2 separate regions of the Anas platyrhynchos genome follow, and region 2 is linked to region 1. The links are chromatin contacts, called in public Hi-C maps. All regions are on one chromosome and are shown on one strand. The core of a region is the stretch at or near the end of the contact, and the rest is flanking DNA. Distances in the headings are between cores, read along the strand shown. Region 1 holds the start of SELENON (selenoprotein N). Region 2 overlaps MACO1 (macoilin 1).

What was found. A called contact is a pair of places that touch in the nucleus more often than the background predicts.
Region 2: a Hi-C map of skeletal muscle shows a contact between it and region 1, with 1.7 times the contacts expected there. The contact joins the enhancer-like site here to the promoter of SELENON in region 1. A contact is called at or near these places in 2 of 8 Hi-C or Micro-C datasets (skeletal muscle and subcutaneous adipose tissue).

Annotation. Positions count from the first base shown.
Region 1 is chr24:129,932-133,699 of IASCAAS_PekinDuck_T2T, forward strand. It overlaps SELENON (selenoprotein N), which reads right to left and starts at 1,732. Exons shown (of 11, transcript XM_038167158.2): 1 at 1,539-1,732. The coding sequence starts at 1,646. It overlaps LOC119713574 (low density lipoprotein receptor adapter protein 1), which reads right to left. Exons shown (of 19, transcript XM_072027445.1): 19 at 3,387-3,768.
Region 2 is chr24:199,342-203,109 of IASCAAS_PekinDuck_T2T, forward strand. MACO1 (macoilin 1) reads right to left here. Exons shown (of 11, transcript XM_038167153.2): 11 at 3,411-3,768. Among named protein-coding and RNA genes, the nearest start is that of MACO1, 29 kb to the right of the region's middle. Within about 2 kb of position 2,125, at least 1 of the 8 cell types and tissues checked has an H3K27ac peak or open chromatin away from gene starts, as enhancers often do.

The DNA of each region.
Region 1 (3,768 bases), core at 482-2,981:
AAAACATCAGCCGCAGAACCACCAGAAAATTATTCCGACGACCACAACTGGTCAGAGAGACAGACAGTAGCTTTCTGGTCAGGCGACTTATGGCTGTGCATGCATGAGCGTATCTCATGAACACCAGCAGCTAGCTGAATACAGCAGCCCTACAGGCCTCCTGTCTCCACCAAACAACGCATCCCTTTAAGGAGCCAGCTAAAGCAGAGAAAGCTGTGCCCCAGAAAGTACTGTCACACTGTATCAGCTCTGCAGGATCACTCCCTTCGCAAATTCATTTTCATACTCACAAAGTACAGCTTTCTTGGTCATTTTGTAGAGGAAGAGAGCTATGGTGTTCACAAAGAGTATTCTTCTCCCACCTGCTCGTGGGTTGCTCATCTAAATGGAAAATAATAAACACCTTGGACTGTTCACATTTTGTTCCTATCTCCAGCAGTGCCCTGTCACTTTAAAAACACTTGTCTTTTTATTTATAGAAATACCAACGCCTGCATTTTAATGCAAGTCAACTGAATTATAAAAATTACAATCAGAAACAATATCAAGAAGCCAAATTTAAAAATATAAAATTGCATTTTTCAGCTCCCATTCTCTATTCTTTTGCTACTTCCACTGACAGTCATTCAAGGCACACAAAAGCTGCATTTTTAGTATAAAAAAAAAATCTGAGCATTTGGGGCCTTTTTTAAAGGAAATAAAGTAGCAAGAAAAGACATCTTTAGAGGCCATGTGACGAGGTGTAAAGCATTATGTCAAGAAGAGGGCTGGGGGTCTGAGGCTCTCGCTTGTCCCTCCCTCTTCTGGCTGGGGCCACTGGACTCAAAGCAGACAGGGGAGGAGGCAGAGGCCCAGCCAGACACAATGACTGAGTTAGAAACAGTCCTCAGCGCAAACCCTAAGCACCGTGGCTAGGCACAGCTCAAACCCGTGAGGCTGGCAGTAAAGCTCTGCCATCACGGAGTTCACTGGGAGGTGCCTGTGTCCCGCACCGGGCTGTGTGATGGTCTCTGGTGTCTGGCGGTTACCTCAGCCTTTGGCAGCCACCTCAAGCCCAACAGCGGCCATCTCCAGCCCGGTGGTCACCACAGATCTGCGGTCACCATCAGTGCCTGGTGGCGATCACAACTCTGCATCCATTGCAGCCTGGCAGTGGCTGACACAATCCCAGCGATGACTTGAGGCCGGTGCCCGCCACTGCTCTAAAACACCTCAGCCTGCTCTACAGAACCTCCAGCCCACAGACGGCCGCGTACGGTGAGCACCACAGCTCTACGGTCACCTCACTCACAGCCACCTCATGCCCCGCAGCCACTGACGGCTGTTGGCTACCAAAGCTCCGCGCTCACCTCAGGCCAGAGACGACCACCTCCACCCCAGCCGCCACCTCAAGGCCCGCCGTCCCCTCGCCCCTGCGGTCCCGACAGCCCTGCGGCGACCGTCACCGCCGGCTCCTCCCGCCATTTCCGCACGCACCCTCCTCCGTCAGGGGCTGCACGGCTACAGGCGCCCCCCCCGAGCCCTCATCTTCTCGGTACCTGCTGCCGGGCGGCTTCGGCGTCCCGGTAGTACTTGACGGCGGCCAGTGCGGCCAAGGCGGCGAGGGCTAGCGCCAGCCGCGAAGAAACCGCCCCGGGCCCCGCCATGCCGCCACCCTCAGCGCCGCCGCGCCGCCATTGCCCCGCGGCCCGGGGGAGGCGTCAGGCGGGCGGCGCCGGCGAAGGGGGGGCCGGGGCCGGGTGAAGGCCTGCGCGCCAGGAGGCCTGGCCGGGCGGGGGGGGAGGCTTTGGTATGCCTCGGAGGAAAAGCTACGTTTTTGCTTTAAATTTGCTGCAGTTTATCAGCTACGCGGGCTCTTAGAGTAGATTGCTCACCGTCCTCCGCTGCAGTCTCATTTCTCTCCGTAGTTTTGTTTTTAATTATCGGAGAGTGGCATGTTTCCCATACACACACCAAGCAATTTCAAAAGTGGTCTCGGTATATAGCCAAAAAGAGCTGTATCCATCTTCTTAGGTAGCCTGGGGGGCTTCAGTGCTCCTCAGCAATCTGGAAGTAGACGTTGTGCTGCCATCCTGCAATGATCCCTGCAATCGTTCCTGCATGCCAGCCATCTGTGTGCCATTTCTGCCATCATGCTGGTCACAGACCTTTACAACAGCATGAAACTGTTCTTTGTGCTTTTCAGGTTCTTCGGTGGGGTTGCCACATTGCTCCTTAGCAGTGGCATGGCCAAGAGAGATACAAATATAGCCATTTTAATCTTTTCCCCTTAACTCAGTCTCCTTCTTGTACTTATATGCAACTACACTGAAATCCTTCCATTGCTCAGAAAAATTTACGACTGTTTTTTGTTGTTGTTTTCTCTTCTCTTCTCTTCTCTTCTCCTCTCTTCTCCTCTCTTCTCCTCTCTTCTCCTCTCTTCTCCTCTCTTCTCCTCTCTTCTCTTCTTTTTCCTTTCCTTTCCTTTCCTTTCCTTTCCTTTCCTTTCCTTTCCTTTCCTTTCCTTTCCTTTCCTTTCCTTTCCTTTCCTTTCCTTTCCTTTCCTTTCCTTTCCTTTCCTTTCCTTTCCTTTCCGCTGCTGCAAAACATTTATTTACCAATAACCATTCCTCTATGCTAAGCATTCCATCCCCTATCTTTATTCTTTGAATAATGCTAAATCCATATCTAACAACATTATTTCTCTTTGGGAATTACACAGGCATGAATTTAGAAACACATTTTTTGTTCCCACAACTTGCTTCAAGCAATTTCTTCTTCCCTAAGTGCTGACTGAACCAATTATCAAGAGTGTCACAAGAATGGAGAAAAATATTCTGTTACCAAAGACCATGCAGCTTTGCAATGACCAGAAAAAAGGCTGGTGGGAGCAACAATTCAAGATCCATCCCCAGTTGCAAGAACTGCTAAGCAGTACTGCTAAGCAAGTACTCTACAACTACCAGGGTCAGAACAAGAGTGATGTATGAACATCTCTACACAGTTACCCTGCCCAGAGTCACATACCAAGGACACACAGGGTAAAAAGCTAATTCAGTACCAGGACACACGGAAGAATTTGGCTTCATTTTTTTCCTTTCTTTTTCTCCTGTTACTTTATTCCAGAAACAATGTATATGAAAGAGCAAACTTATCTGGGGATGATTTAGTTTTTGCTATAAAATAAGACATTTAATAGTACTCCTGCTAATCTGTACCGGACAGTGAACAAATGATTTAAAAGAGCTGGTGCAGGTGGGAATTGCTATCCATACAAGTAGGCTATGCTGGAAATCAACATACATTGTGAAATATTCCTGAAATAATCCAGTATTGTCACCTAGTTATTCCAAGCACAATGTAACAGGTCTTTGACAGATGGCTTTAAAGCAGGCTCAACCCATAAATGCTTTTTATTTTACAAGACTTTTATTCTCTTTCACAGATTTGACTATTACAGCAGTGAAAGTATTACAAGTGACTCATAACATTTAGTTCCAAATAAAAGTAGAAAAACACAAAAACACTAAGGGAAAGTTAAATGAGATATGATGTGTGGTAAATGTGTTTTAAGAGCACAGAAAAAATATATAAAAATACATTAGGATCAAGAAATTTACTGACAGGTTTTGATTTAGTTACAATTTTGACACCACCTAGAAAGCACAGTATATTGAAAACTGTTAATTAGAAAGGTGATAAATCCAACAGTATATAAAAGGAAAAAATGAAAAAGAAGAATGAAAGGAGGTGTGTGTGTGTTGTGGGGAAGTCTATTTTATGGCAAAC
Region 2 (3,768 bases), core at 875-3,374, 70 kb after region 1:
AAATCTCTCCATTCACGTCTAAGGGCTGAGGATGGCACAACAGCTTTTTGTTTGTTTGTTTTTTGAAACGTTGCTTTCTTGCTAGCTGTGAGCACAGCCTGTCTGACCTTCCCAGCCCTGCCATGCTCTGCCCAGTCATTTCAGAAGGTTTTTTTTTTTTTTTCCTTGGGGTTATTTAAACTTTTTAAACCTTTTAAATTATTCACCCTTACCAAAACTAAAATAATTCTTTTTGAGACGACTCTTTGAACTGCCATACTTAAAAAAACAAACAAACAAACAAACAAAAACCACACGCAACACCAAAATATCCAGGATTTTATAGTCTCCCATTCTTTATAGCTGAAACTTTTCCTCAGTTTGACTCAAATAATGAAGTATGCTTGCAGGTGTATTCTGGGCTGCTGGGATTTTGGCTACTCCTGCTTTACTCCCCCAAAGGCTGGATCTGGTCTCTTTTAATGTCATGCTTGGAATTAAGCATTGGGGTTTGGCACCCTGATGATGTGGCCACATGCCTTAGGGAGGCGAATATACTCAGCAAGGCAGCGTACTCTGTGGTACGGAAGCTCGAGATGGAAGTCAGGGCTGGGAGCATGTGCTCAGTCCCTGACAGAGTGCAACTTCAGGCTTGGCAGAGTGCAAGGGATGTCACAATATCACTAACAGCTTATTTATTTCAAAAGAGTTGAACAACATAAGCTGAAAAATAGCAATGAATTATTTCAGTGATTTTTTTTACATACTCCCCTGCAAAAACACACCAACGTGTATAATTCTCCAAGATGGCATTGGGTCCAGCATCCGTCCCTTTCAGAGGCAAATCTTCCTCTAGAGAATAGCCCCATTGCTCAGATGGGGATTTTTTAGGAAAGAGAGAGCAAAATCCATTTCTTGATTTTTATGTATTTCCTTCAAAAAAGCTTTCAACCTATTCTCATCCCCTAAAGCAAGCCCCTAGGAGATTCTCCATTCCCCCCTCATCTCACATCCTTTGCTGCTGTGAGCAACCTTTTTTCTGCCACATTAGAGCAGGTGTAGATTAGGAAATTCATAGCACAGATGCAAAGGGGGTTTATTTGAACTCTGTGAAAAGCCACAACGACCTGATGTAATCTCAGCATTAGGCTCAATTTAACTCATTCTTAATTATAACATTTTTTCAGGCTTTCCTTAAGAAAATTCTGTGTTCTCATTTGTCTCTACCCAGCAGTACTGTCTGTGTCATCTCTCCTGTCACATTACTGCATTTAAGATGCTATTTCCAGCTGCTTCTACCCAGCCAGATTCAATACGTCCAGTGCTGTCTCATTAGAGACAGACTTTATTATTGCTAGTGTTGCTTTGTGTTCAGATTGTACCAGAACATTACATTCAAGGTGTAGACAGGAACAAAGCCATCAAGACTATGCAGATGTAAAACAGCATATGGACAGTGCTTTGCTGCTCTGGTTGTGCAGATTTTGAAGCTAATAATAATTCTAAACATCTCTTTTCATCTTATTTAATCTTTATAATCTCCTTACCCTCCAGTCCAGATTTTCTTTGCGTGCTGAGATTGCTCCTTGTAGCTGTATGTCTCCGCTAGATCTGTACATACTGCGCATTGCCTTTGGGGAGGTGTACCCAGCTGTCCAGACGTAGACTTTATCAGGGATTTCTGTCCCAACAAAATGTCCTTGGTCCTTCCCACGAAGAGGGGGGCAGGCAGGGCTGTGACTGTTTGGAAAATGCTGGTAAATAAAAAATAAAAAATTTTAAAAAGCATTTAACGGTGAGTGCATGCAGAGACCAGAGACAATTTTATTTCCAGTTTTATTCTGGATGTGCTTTGTACCTTTTGGAATGGTTAGTCCTTGCAAGTATTGCTGTTTTACGTGCAACTTTGAGGGTTATGTTATCAGATTAAAAGTCTTCACTTCTATGAAAAAAAATTAGGTCTCTAGATTTTTGTGGTAAAAATTACAAAAAGTGGAAGTTCAGAAAGCCAGATAGCAAGCACAATAATCTGACTTTTTTTTTTTTTTCCTTTTCCCTTTATTTATTTTTCATATTCAGACTCAGGGGAAGAGCTGACTAGGGGTTTTTGAGCTTTTAATAGCAATGCTGGAATCTGGTCACGTGGCTGCTAAGCTTGTCTCTCCAAAGGCAGAGTGCTCAGATCTCAGCTGATCACAAAGGGAACAACAGGCACTGACCTCTCTAAAAAGCCACCAAATCCTCTTCTGGAAAAGAGCCTTGGCTTTTGCTGGCCTCTTATCCTTTTTATTTTATCTTTTTTTTTCCTTCAAATTGCAAAGCAAAATCCTTGTCCTATTTGGAAGCATTTTGAGATCCCTGCGTGAGAGGTGCAGCACTCAGCAGGGATCGTCAGCCCCCTTCTCTCACCCTCAAGCAGAGTCAGCAAGTGCAGGTGGCACCAGGAACTCAGCCAACAGCAAATCTAACCACGCTGTGCTGGGGATCAGTGTTACAGGGAGCAGGAGTTTGACCAAAAATGCTCTTCAACGTGGGAGACAGATCATGAATACCTTATGAATACCTTTGGCACAGGGCAGGGATCTCCATTCTGACTGGCCTAAGAAAACCTGTGCCACTGCAAATGATACTGACCGACCCTGGGCCTCGTCCTCTAGCACTAAGACCAGCAGGAGCTTTACTAACCTACAAGAAGCCAGAGTGGTCCCTTTGTTCCTTTTAGCTCTGGCACTGCATTGAGACAGTAGCCAAAGTAGACAGCAACATGGGGTAACCTCAGCACAAAAACTCAGTGACACTATTTCATGTTTTACACAAAGATGAAAAAACTATGACATTTCTGAGTAACACTTTTATGGTGACAATTATACAAGATGATTCAAAAATGCAAATGACAGGAACATGCACACCTGGCTAAAGCCATAAGTTTTATCCCAAAAAGATATCTGTGAGTAAAATTATGAAACTTTAACACTTCTACTGACTGGTGTACTACTTCATTTTTTTTTTTTTAATTGAGGCATACATGCCAAATACCATGAAACTTGAAAGAAATAAGGTTTTTGGTGTTTGTTGTTGTTTTTTCTTGAGAAGAACTTTCCAGCGTCCACTGCATGTTTGCAAAATCATAATGCTGGGTTTATAATTCTGCTACTTCTCAGCACACTTTTGCTTCCCATCTCTCCACAATCCCCACCCTCAAAAAACTGAAACACTTCAGAAGTTACCAGTGCAAACACTTTCTATCAGCGTATATTATACATTTGACTTTAAGCCTTTGTGCATTTTATGAATTTCTGTTAAAAACTCTTTAAAAACTCCTTGGCACAAAAGCTGAAAAATATTCTGCTCCATTTGAACTGTCAAATACAAGGTGATGTAGAGTGTAAATCATGGTAGAATAAAATAATGATAAAAATAATAAAAAAAAAAAAACAGAACTGCAGCTTTTATTAGCCAGCTTTACAGTCTCTTGTATACAGTACATTGCACAATTCCGCCTTCACAATAACGCTTCCTGTATTAATATTGTGCCTTCCATGATGCTGTATAATCAAGGCAAGTTACAGAACACTGCTGAGTTTATATCAAAATAAACAGAAGATGTAACTTTGGTTTATAATGAACATCCAAATTACCAAGTACAATTTGCAGTAGACTGTAATGAGCTTGATATATAAGCTAGATGACAGTGAAGGGGGGAAAATAGTTTAAACTATCAAGTTTCCTCTTGAAATGTCTTTTCCCAAGGCACTGTGAACAAGACTGTTAGCAATTATCAATCACTAG